2 separate regions of the Mus musculus genome follow, and region 2 is linked to region 1. Evidence: chromatin contacts called from public HiChIP or PLAC-seq data. All regions are on one chromosome and are shown on one strand. The core of a region is the stretch at or near the end of the contact, and the rest is flanking DNA. Distances in the headings are between cores, read along the strand shown.

The links. HiChIP or PLAC-seq counts read pairs in DNA pulled down with a chosen protein or histone mark.
Region 2: an H3K4me3 HiChIP or PLAC-seq map of intestinal villus epithelium shows a contact between it and region 1, with 5 read pairs. The contact joins two enhancer-like sites. A contact is called at or near these places in 5 of 39 promoter capture datasets (the 3T3-L1 cell line, 3T3-L1-derived adipocytes, second pharyngeal arch cranial neural crest and 2 more), 2 of 484 Hi-C or Micro-C datasets (immediate neuronal precursor and liver), 3 of 115 datasets of contacts at active chromatin or transcription factors (bone marrow-derived macrophages, embryonic stem cells and intestinal villus epithelium) and 3 of 9 other capture datasets (adipose tissue, liver and pancreatic islet).

What each region holds. Positions count from the first base shown.
Region 1 is chr12:31,394,479-31,400,529 of GRCm38.p6, forward strand. No RefSeq gene overlaps it. Among named protein-coding and RNA genes, the nearest start is that of Slc26a3, 41 kb to the right of the region's middle. Within about 2 kb of position 3,448, at least 9 of the 459 cell types and tissues checked have an H3K27ac peak or open chromatin away from gene starts, as enhancers often do. A contact at or near this core is called in intestinal villus epithelium, where this site is marked.
Region 2 is chr12:31,511,537-31,517,587 of GRCm38.p6, forward strand. It overlaps Gm40362 (a long non-coding RNA gene), which reads left to right. Exons shown (of 2, transcript XR_872643.3): 2 at 968-1,433. Among named protein-coding and RNA genes, the nearest start is that of Gm40362, 15 kb to the left of the region's middle. Within about 2 kb of position 2,390, at least 36 of the 459 cell types and tissues checked have an H3K27ac peak or open chromatin away from gene starts, as enhancers often do. A contact at or near this core is called in intestinal villus epithelium, where this site is marked.

The DNA of each region.
Region 1 (6,051 bases), core at 2,198-4,697:
ACACAGAGATGGTGTGGAGGGAATGGTAAGCGGCCGCAGCATTTCTGGGAAAGCTGGAGTGCTCCATCCAAGAAAACATTATCAGTATGTGAGGGTGCTGATGATGAAATGATATCATAGACTGCTATTCTCCCTTTTCCCTGCCAGGACCAAAAGGGGCGTTTCTCTGAGCTGCTTCTTGGTAATCAGTACTTCCCAGTTTGGTACCCAAGCTCCTGGAGCTGAAGTCTCAAGCCGAGATCTTGTCCACATCTTAGCTGGCAAATTGAGGACTACATTACATCTCTTCAACTTCTGTACAGAACAGTATAGTCCCCTAGCAAGGCTTACAAGGCAAGGCGTGTCCTCCCTCATAGAAAGAAGGCAGAGACTACAAGTCTTTTGCTTTGGGTGTAGCAGGAAGGAAAATGGCAGAAAAACAGGCACTGACAAGATCAGATCTCTGAAACGTATTACCAGAGACTACCTTCTCTCCGGAATGGGGTGTTGATGTGGTTTGGGCCTCCTTTTGGCAGTCTTCATTTTCCATTCCACATTTCTGTGTCTTAAGTCAGAGCCATCTTTCCTGTACTACCACTTTTACAAAGTCAGTTCTAAGCTATAAATTCTTATATCTGAGGAAAATAAAGACACAAACATGTGGAAAGGAGCCGGCCAGGAGCACTGACATTGTCTTTGTTCCAACACAACTAAACTCTTAGCTAGGATTCTATCTTCACAGTTATATGAGCATTGTGCTACACTACAGAGACAAAACTTTTCTTTAAAAAAGATGTATGTATGTATGTATGTATGTATGTATGTATGTATGTATGTATATGAGTACACTGTTGCTATCTTCAGACACACCAGAATAGGGCACCGGATCCCGTTATAGGTGGTTGTGAGCCACCATGTGGTTTCTGGGAATTGAACTCAGGACCTCTGGAAGAGCAGTCAGTGCTCTTAACCTCTGAGTCATCTCTCCAGTCCCAAGAGACAAACTTTTAAAAGTAGATATCCTTTTAGAATCCAAACCCATAGGAGAAGAGAGTGCCATATAAGATGTTTTGGTAGATGTCACGAAGCCTTGTGAAGGTATGGTGCCCTGCTGGTGAATGCAGAGCTGGTGGTCTGATGGAGTCTTTAGAAACAGCAAGGAAGTTTTCAGCCATGTTAAGTTCTCTGGCTCTTTGGTTCCAAGAAACCATGAGAATAGATCCCGTGTAGTGAAAGCAACACTAGTCAGGTCCTGGAGCAGCCACAGCCACGAATACTGCTGCCTGTGGCGCAAGGGAGAAAGGACAAAGGAGAAAGTACATCTCTGCCTTCACGGAGGTTAGGAAGAAAGAACTAAATAATTCACTTAGACCAGCTTCTCCTTCTAACTCAACTCCAGTCTCCTACATTTCCCACTATCCCTGCCCACAGAACAAACCACCACAGCATTCACTGTAAAACTGTCCCAGTTCCCTAATTCAAGAGGAGCTGATGTCTGGAGGTACCAGATTGATAAGCACAGGCCTAGGATGGGCACCCCACCAACCCAATGACATACTTCAGTGGACACCTCTGCCTCTGCCCACCAGGCCTTTTGCCACATTGCTGATGGTCAGAACAGCCTATGACAGATAATAGCACTGCAGTAAGTGTGGGTGATTCTTATCAGCTCTGGGCAGCAAGGGTGCCTGTGGTGAGGTTGTGTTGGGGTAGGGCGATTAAGCCTCTTGGAAATGAATTCATTTGTGAGCTCTCATAGAAGCTTACAATGAAAATACTTTGGGTAGCTACATTACTATATCTTTCTCCCAAGGTTGACACTCTTAAGAATTTTAAAGGATTTTAAGACACTGAGTAGAGTTCTTCGTGCCTTCATCTCTTGGACTACTCAGCCAATAAAGCTAGCTGAGCTTTCACAATGCAACACCAACGAATCACCTGGTTCCTATGTAGATAACCACATTCACTGGAAAAATATCAGAGGGGCAGCTCTAAAAGCCAACCACAAGCATGGGTAGACAGACGTGTGCATTGTAATCCATGCCTCTCATCCTTTGGGTGGAGGACAGAGTGGGCTTATGGCAATCTCTGTCCTGTCAACACACAGTTCAATGACCCTGGGAGAACTCAGCTGATGGCATATTTATACAGTCGCAGTTTAGTAGACACTGTCACAGCCACATGACCAGAGTCTCCCTACCCCGACCTTTTTTTTTTTTTTCTTTTTCTTTCTTTCTTTTTCTGTCCCACCAGCATAAGAGTCATCGTTTCACTTTGAAACACTTTGGTTGAGCCTGAGCAACGTGCACTGGAGCCATTTAGAGATGAGGTAGTCTCTGAACATCTGTTCATATTGTGAAATTATTATTTTTTAAAAAATGTTTATTTGGGGCTGTATGATGGCTCATTCATTAAAGTGGACAAACATAAGGAAGGGCCTTAATTTATATCTAAGGCACCCACGTTAATTGCTGGTTGTGGGAGCCCTTGCCTACAATATCAACACTGGGAGGTGGAAACAGGAGGGCTTGCTGGCCCAGTGTTTATTTGGGGACTGGTCTAGTAAACCACACTGGTGAACCTACAAAACATCATGCTAAAAAAAATAGTAAGGCAGACCCAAAATACCAGTCCGTATGGCCCCAGCTCCTCAGAGCGGTCCCGTTTCTGGAAACTCAAAGTCACATGGCGATTATCAGCAGCTGATGGCGGGGAAGGGAAGACCGAGAGGCATTGTTTCATGAGTGGTTTGTGCTGGCCACAATGGAAATGCTATGGACAGTGTTCATAGCAATGGAGAGCTACTTAGTGTCTCTGCAAGGGCACACTCAGAATCAGGGAATATGGGAAAACCTTCCATATATAATATAAACAAAATAGAATTGAATTTCAGGAATAAAGGGTCTTATCCACTGACTTTTTTTTCTGACTTTTTTTCTATAAACCAAGTTTTTTTTTTATTTGTTTGTTTGTATTTGCTCTTTCCTGTCTCTAGAATTTGCTCAGCTGTCACTTAGCGTAATTAGCTTCTTCTTGACATTCAGCAGAAGTTTCTCCATCTTCTACTTGTATCCTTTTGCCATACTCACCTATTTATCCTCCACCTGTCTCTATCATGTAAGCTTCCAGGGAAGTTTCATCCTTGATCTGATCTTACTAAGTTGGTACCCCAAAGCATCAGTTAGAAGAACACATGTATGAATCCACTAATGACTCCAAAACTGTAAGCAGAACATATTTAACATCAGGGCCACAGACTCGGGGGTGGGGGTGGAGGAGTGGGCTGCATCTCTGTTATCTTGAGGTGCATCCTTAGACTCTTTCCTCCTCAACATCTTCCCCCTCCCATTCTTTGAAGCCTTAGTTCCAGTTTAACATCAATTAAATGAGTAATAGCTGAATCTCTGAGCGTAAACCTCACCCCACGTCAAAGTCCATTGGATCCACACCTGTTCCACTGCCCTGCCCACATTGGAGAGGTCAGGCAGAAGTTGGAGGGAAGTGACTGAAAGGTGACAAAGTTACATATTCCATTTCCTTGGAGGTGACTTCCGATGGGAATGTCCTTCCACATGAGGACTTCTTGTTAGTCATCAACTGGAATAAGGCTCAATTCTGGGATAAGCTTAGGGTGGAAATCTCAGGGAGGAAAGACTGGGATCCAACTGAACTGTCCTTAGTGCAGCATCTTTCCAGGCTCAGTGATGTTCAATATGAGCATGGTCACATCCTCCAGGGCAACATCTCGCCAAGCATGGAGTGTCATGGTCTGGGGACTATCTGTGGAAGGCCTGAGGGTCACATAGACCTGTGAGTGAGAAGCACTTTTATCAGGTCAGTCCAGGTTTAGCTTTACATGGAAACAGAATAAAGTTGTATTTATCTACAGTAATGCAATGCGAGGGGTTATAGAAGTCAGATGGTTATAATCCACAGGCATTGTGGGCAAGGTTGAAGACAGATCTGCCCTACAGGACAGCAGTGTGCAGGTGAACGAGGAGCAGCATGCATTCCTGATAATATTCATTTCACTTCAACTGTTCACTCACTTCTTTAACTACAGAAAACAACTCCTCTCTAGCCAGCCAGAATGCAGATGCAGGTTTATCAGTGCACGAGGCGTCAGGAAAACATAAATTTAAATTTAATTCTTAGAAAAAAAATCACCCAAGGTACAGACTAGAGGAAGGATCAGGCAACAAAACCTTTAATATTATTCTTCAGCCTATAGAAATGGCCCGAGAGGAAAGAAAAAAATACAGGTTTCAAATACTGGTTTGGTTCCGATGTGAGATTACTTCATGAGTTTGTGTCGCCAGCCTGCCCTTCCCAGAGCCAGCACCTTACTTCTTTCCCCCTCTTGTTTGTCTGTGAGCAGTTGCTGTGACGATCTAGAAGATGCAACTCCTGCTTGGCTACCAAGGTCACAGCGAAAGGCAACCTAATGTGTTGTCTGCTGTTAATGAGTGTCGTTCATACTCCTGGAGTCTCCTCTCATTTGGGCAGCTAGGGATTGGCATTCTCTAACAGTGGCTGTCCAAGACGTCTCACACATAACACCAATGGAATGTCCCACAATTTGTTTCACACTGTTAAGCACGTAGCATAAGGTTGTACAGAGAGAGAGCTGTGTGGAGAGAGAGAGGTGTGTGCAGAAACGCTACCAACAAGAGAATAAATATGTCTCAGCCTGAGGCATGACAGGATACTTCATGACCGTTGTTTCTGTCTTCCTAAGGGAAGAGGGACAGGAAACAAATTAACTCACATTAAGTTTTGCATAGCTTAAGTGACCAATTACTTTGCCTTTCAATCATTATTTTTTAGTGAATATGTCAAGTGTTTCTATGATTGGATTAGATTGGAAATATAATACAATTTCCCTTATTCGAACATTTTTTCTAGTAAAAGTTGTTGAGCAGAAGACTAATTAATTATGGGTATTTAACCACTTTCCCTCACATCATGTCTTACCATGTAGCCCAGGCTGGCCTTTAGTTTCAACCTTCCTGCTTCTGTCTTTGAAGTGCTGGAATTACAGCTGTACACCACCATGCCTATCTTCCATTCTTGTCTTTTGATTACTACATAGATAGATATAGGAGTGTATATGTGAGTCTGTGTGAGTGTGTGCGTGTGAGTGTGCGTGTGTGTGTGTGTGTGTGTGTGTGTGTGTGTGTGTTGTGAGGGTGTGTATGAGTGTGTATGTGTGAGTGTGTGTGTAACTTTACAAATGGACAGAAGTGATTGAAGTTAGATTATGTGGAGTTGTTAAAAAGGGCCCAATTAAATTGAAGACAGGAAAAAAAGAGTGGGTTAGAAAGACAAGAAGACACACCCTACTGAGGCTGGCTATAAAGATGAAAGGGGCCACAAACCAAGAAATGTAGGGGCTTCTAGAAGCTGGAAAATGCAGGAAAAAATGGATGTGCCCTGAGACTCCAAGAAGGAACATAGCTCTTTCAGGACCAACCTGTTGGATCAAGTACGGCCAGGTATGTCAAACTCTGACATGCAAAAACTGTAAGACCACACATGCACCCTGCTTTCAGCAGCTGAGTTTGTGTAATCTGCACATTGGAGATAGAGAACGTGTCAGGGAAGCAGCACAGGCCTCCAATTCCAGCCCCCAGGCTTGTGGCAATCACTGCAAGTCCTACCTCATTGTATCCTGAACCAGCTCTCCAGAACATGTAAAAGGTGACCAAACCTAACCCGACCCCATGACCCTTTTAGAGTTGGCAGGAGTGAGACCTATGTTCAAATCCCCTGACTCCCAAGCCCATCTGTGCACACCCTGTAGCTTTGTTTGCTCACTATTGAAGACATCAGAACAGATGCTAGTACCTTCAAGGTCATAACCTGGCCAAGATTGTCTGGGGTTGGCCAAAGGGAGAAGTAGAAGATTTTGTATCACCCCACTTGTTCTCAAGTTATGGCCAATTTATAATTCCTCCTACTGTGATTCTTGGCATTATATTCACTACCCATATCCAGACAGTAAAGAATTTCATTCATAAGTGAATGTTATAAACTCAGTAAATCAATATGGAAGAGAAAATGAAGCTCAAT
Region 2 (6,051 bases), core at 1,140-3,639, 120 kb after region 1:
TCAACACTAAGCCTGATCCGTGAGAGCTTCTAAATGTGTCTCTCATACATCCCGAACCTTTACAATCAGCTTCTTCCTGGTCCTGCCTTCAGACGCCCAGATAGCAAAGGAATTCTAGCCCCTACCCCCTTGCCATCTAGTTTCTACTGAGAACTAAAATGGTAGGTTCTCTTGTAGCCTTTGGAGAAAGTGCCCTGCACATAAAAATAAACCAACCTGCACTTCTCAGAAAACCCTTTTTAGAAATGTAAATCTGGCGGGGTTTGATGACCCCACCACTCCGAAGGATCTCGAGTTCAAGGCCAGCCTGGTCTATAGAGTGAATGCCAAGGCTACACCGAGAAACCCTGTTGCAAAAACAAACAAACAAACAAACAACCATAAACAGACAAACAAGCAGGATAGCTGATTATATTTTTTTCTGTTTAAAATGCTCCCTATAGCTGGGTGTGGTGGTGTTCAATTTTAATCCCAGCACTCAGGAGGCAGAGGCTGGTGGATCTCTGAGTTCAAGACCAGCCTAGTCTACAGAGTGAGTTCCAAGACAGCCAGGGCTACACAGAGAAACCCTGTCTTGAAAAGTATGCTTTTAGATGTTGTAGGCCATACTCTGGCAACCTTCTTGACTTCCTTGTCTCTTGCTACACTCGGGTTCGAGACAATACCCCCTGCAGCAAACTGCATTATGTCATGCCTTCAAAGTCCATGCTGGTGGTTCTGCTTAAAACCTGCCCGGGGCTGTGTGTGCTGATTCTCCCTGTTAGTCTCTCCTCTGATACTTTGTATCTCTGCCAAATATCTCCCATCTAAGGCACTTCCACAGTAACTAGTCTGACCTGCAGGGCCTTGGCTTCTGCAGCCACAGGTATAAATAGTTGAATTTTTTGCATTGCATGGTAGTATCATTGATAGCAATTAATTTATTATATTATCTCAAGGGGAATATTTTTGTTTTGTTTCTTTACAGTGCTGGAAATTGAACCCAGGGCCTTGTATATGCAAAGCATTGACTACTGAGCTAAGCCCCAGCCTGTCCAGGGAGGAAAGTGAATGTTTTCTACAGGAAGAAACACCATTTGCCATGATCTGATCAATATGTTGTTTACATATATTAAAATATACAGTACCTTGTAAACATGTACAATTATGTCAATTAAAAAGCCTTAATGTTTGAAAAAAGTTGTATATGTATTCAACCCACAGACTTATCAGTTTTCCTTAAAAATGCAGTGTAATTAATCTCACAACCTGTCCACTGTGTTGGGTACTGTCATTAATACAGAGACGATGTAAAGTCCAGGCTGCGGGGCGTGGCGGTGCACACCTGTAGTTCCTAGGCCGATCTCTGTGGATACGGAAGGATGATTGCTTTTCTTAGTATGTTTGCTTCTCTGTTAATCATTTCCCACATTAAAGTATAAATTTCATTAGAACGGAGAGTGTATCTGTTTTGTTTACGGTTCCGCAGATGCCCAGTCCATAGCCTCTGTGCCAGTTATAAAACAGGTACCAGGTAAAGGATTGCTGAATATGTGACTGAGGAGGAGCTGACGGAGGGCCTAGTGCCTCAGCTTAAGGGTCCGGAAGCTGACGAAGCAAAGGACGTGGATCTCCACATCTCTCCTAGTAGCCCTTTAGCTTCCTGGGATGAGGAGACTAGCAGTCTGGATAGGCCAGTCACCCAGTGTGGAGGAGAGCTGAGGCACCACACTCCCCAAGTTCCAAGCGCTTTAATTCCTTGGGAGGAGGTGGCAGAAACATAGAGCCCTCATTTACTAAAGCTTGTTCTTTTGCCACAGACATTTAATAACTGGTTTAAACAAAAATATTAAGCAATCTCTTCTTTGTTTTAGAGACTGAATGTTCCTTTTTTTATGAGCAAGTAAAACCACAAAAGTCAGTAAATTCCAAGTGCACACATATTTATAAGGGAAGAGTAACTATGATTTAACTCAGTATCTACTCTCTCTCCCATGTTTTTAAATAGCACATATTTCTTTCTCTTGATTATTAGAGTAAGACTTCATATAATTATATACAATACTAAATCCTGAAAGAATAAACTATGGAAACAATCACATCAATGGGACTGGCTTTTATTTCTAAATCACAAAAGCTACTATGTCTTCTTTCATCTCTTACTCTCTCCTTGGGAGAAAAAAAAAAGAAACAAAAACAAAAGCTTCATTCATCTCTACTTTAATTTCCTCTGAATCTATTTCTAGGTACCTAGGTCAGCTGATTGGATTAGCCAGGTAATGTAAGCCACCACTTTGCCTTTATCTCTTACCAGATGAGATTAAAATCCAAGCTCCTTAATGCAGTGTGTGAGGCCCTTCATTATCTGGCTCCTGTCCACCTTCCAGCCTTTCTCACCACTTCCTTCCCTGAGTCAGCGGAGAGCTTACAGACAAAGGCCGTGGACTCACAGAAGTCCTGACTGTGTCCAGACCTTTCCTACTCTAACCAGAAATGTGGGAGTGCCACATGCTACCAGAGGTGTTGAGATCCGCTCCAGGATTCTCAGTCTTGTTCATCAAAGAACACAAGAACTGACTCGGGGAAAGCTTGAGGACAGTTTGACTAGAGTTTAAAAAGAAAAAAACCTGAGGCCGGCAAGCTTAAACCTCAGTGGCTGTCTAGAGGAGGAAAGAGAGAAAACTATGCAATGTGAATTAGTAATGAGGTAATTAGTAATGAGTCAGTAATGCAGGTCAAGCTACATGGCAGTCAGAAGACACCTGATGAAAGATGGGGGGGATCTTCAGAGAAAAGGGAAGGAAGCCTACAGTGTCATGCTCAGGAAAAGAAAAAGAAGAAGAGCTACACGTCCCAGAATAAGTGTTAGAAAGCAGATATGCTTGACAAGGCCATGGCTCCATAAGCAATATACTAGGTACAGAATTTCTGTGAAAGAAAAGTAACTATCTCAAAAACATACAAACAAACAAAAACACTAGCTCATTAAAAGGATTATTATTCCTCCCATGTCTCTAGCTTTCAAACTAGGTGGATCCATCTTCCCAAGGGATAGTCCCTTCAAACAGTGGTTGACTAGTCCATCTGGATTCACCTTTATATTTGGGGTAGCTTGGAATGTAGGAGCACCCCACACTCAACTCCAGGTAACCTTCCATGATTTATACTCCTAACACCTCACACAATCAGGGCTACTTGCAATCAAGTGCAGAATGCAGAGAGGATCAGGAGGAAGGGAAGAAAATCTCAGGTGAGGGCTCACTAATCTTCCCTACCCGCCTCTATGTGAAAGGATCAACAGGCAACACCCAACCCCCAGTGGTTACAAGTGGTCAAGCTGTCCTAACAAAGACTGCTCTTATGGTGAAGACGTTCAACAACAAAGGCCAGCCTCACTGGTCACCTACAACAAAGGCCAGCCTCACTGGTCACCTACAACAAAGGCTAGCCTCATGGTTAGGCTGGTTGGCTAACGATTCATAATATTCTTTCACATCTAAAGAGCCCTGTAGATGTCCTGCCTTGTGGTCTAGAGCTTCTTATGCATGGGATGGTACTAGGTAGAAATGAAGCAGCAGAAGAAAGGTGTTTTCTCCGAGGAGACTCCCTGAAGGTCAATGCAAACAAGACTAAGTGTTCATGATAACTGAAGTTTAATATCATGTGTGACCTTTCAACTCCCAAAGTCCTTGTTCAGCCAGAAGTCTAAGGGTGATGTAACGCAGCAAGGGTTACCTGACTCTAGAGTATCTTTTCAAAGGGACTGCACTGGTCTCCTTTCTGATGCTGTGATAAAACAGACGGAAAACCCCTTGGGGAGAAAAGGGACTATTTTGTTTGTACTTCCATTTAACAGTCTATCAGCCAGGACAGGAGCACAGGGACCCTGGAGGCATGAAGGACTGTTGCTTGTTTGTTTCCAGGCTACCTTTCTTGTACCTCCAAGGACCACCTGCCTAGGAATGTCACCACCCACAACAATCAATAATTTTTTTTTTTTAAAGCACATAGCCCATCTGGTGGAGGCGTTTCCTCAACTGAGTTCCCCATCAATTCCTTCCAGGTCACTCTAGTTTGTGTCAAGTTGACAAAAAGCAGCCATTAAGGGATTGATCCTCAGATGGAGTCTTGTGCTTGTGGGATAATTAAACTTGATGTTGGTGGTTGTATCTGTACATGAGATAAGATTGTGTAGAGCTGTATGGACACATGAACATGTAATTGCAGCTATGATGAAATGTGAATGAGCTTGGTACTCTGTATTAGTGCCAATGTACTATAGTTATAGTTATAGCTCACATCTGGGGAGACTAGATGATGGGTGCTTGAGAACCTTACTGTTTCTTCAAAAATTCCTGTGAAAGCATGATCATTTCAATATAAATGTTTTACATGAAGGTAAAAGAAGCTCAGAGTATCAGAACAGTTCATCTTCAACAATACATTGTGACTGGTTTTAAACTACAAGATCTTATACAGAAACAGTAAGGTCAACAGTACTGTTTTTTTGGTTTTTCGAGACAGGGTTTCTCTGTGTAGCCCTGGCTGTCCGGCAACTCACTTTGTAGACCAGGCTGGCCTCGAACTCAGAAATCTGCCTGCCTCTGCCTCCTGACTGCTGGGATTAAAGGCGTGTGCCACCATCGCCCAGCTCAACAGTACTCTTGAAGAGATGGATAAAACAGGTTACCTCAGTTGCTACAGAGGCTGAGGTCTTCAGTTACTACAACAGGAGGAATGCTCTCTTAGCTTAGCATCAAAGCCAGTCTCTAGCCCTTTTCTTGAAAAGCCAGATAAGCAAGCAGTTGAGTTGTGGTAGAACTTAGCTATAGTTCTGGAGGTTCAGAAAACACTGTCTTAAAAAGCTGCCATTATCTTACCCATGTTAACCTTAGCCAATGTCACTAACTGCTACTTACCTCTGTCATCTAGACATACGCATTGGATAGCTAGTGTGTATTGGCACTCATGCTTCTGGGTGCTTGAAATGTGTTCATGAACAAAATAAAGGCCTCTGTCATATGGCAGGCTTTATATCTAGTATGGGAAAGAGAAAGGAGAAAATAAACAGTATATGTGAATTATAATTCATACCAGAAGATGATGACTCTTACAGTAAGAAGACACGGGGCCAAGGAAGGAGGCCCAAGAACTCAGGAGATGTCATTGTGTGGAACAAGAGAGGCTCTTGCTTGTATCTGTGAGTTCAAAAGAATCTGCATGAGATCAGTCCTCTGCTTTGAGTTGTCTTCTCCTCATGCTCCCAGCAGTTCTTTCTGCATCCTCATCATTATCTTCTTCTATTTGCCCTTTAGCTTCTCCCTTTGCACATGCCTGTTGGTTCCCGGTCACTTCCCTCCATCAGTGCCATTCTCTCCATTGTGGCTCCGCCACTTTCTAACCATCTCTTCGGTTTCCTCTGACTTTCTTCCCTAACTATAGCTATTTCTGCCTCTCCCGTTCTTTCTCGACACTTATCATTATCATTATGCGGCTTGCTGGAGGGTGAAATTTATATAATTAAACTAAAAGTGCCTGGGACTCTAATGTTTATATGTATTTTTCATGGTAAGCGTGTCCTGTTCTTGCCTGACACAGATGCAGAGTAACTTAACTTTTATTGACTGTCATTTGGAGACCTAATTCCCCAAAAGAGCAGCACCCCAATATTTCTGAAACATGGATCGATAACTCATAGGAATGTTCATAGTACAGCACTGCACTATTCATGAAAACTAAAATTACAAACAGCATAAATAACCAAAACCAGTTGAGTGGCTTAATATTTGAAAAGTAGAACACTAAATAACAGGAGAAGCAGTGAATGGCTGCTGATGCAGAGACAGATGACTCCTCGGGACTCTAACAATCAAATAAGACAATACAAAAGATAAGGGGAAGATGAAATAGTAGTTATAATTATTTCTTTCAAATAAAACAGGTTTTAGTAGGTATGGTGATACATATCTACAATCCCAAAAATCCAGAGAGTGAGATGGGAGAATCTCTAATTCAAGAACAGCCTTGGCTACAAAGCCCAGGTCCCAAAACAACAATAAAACAGGCTATAGA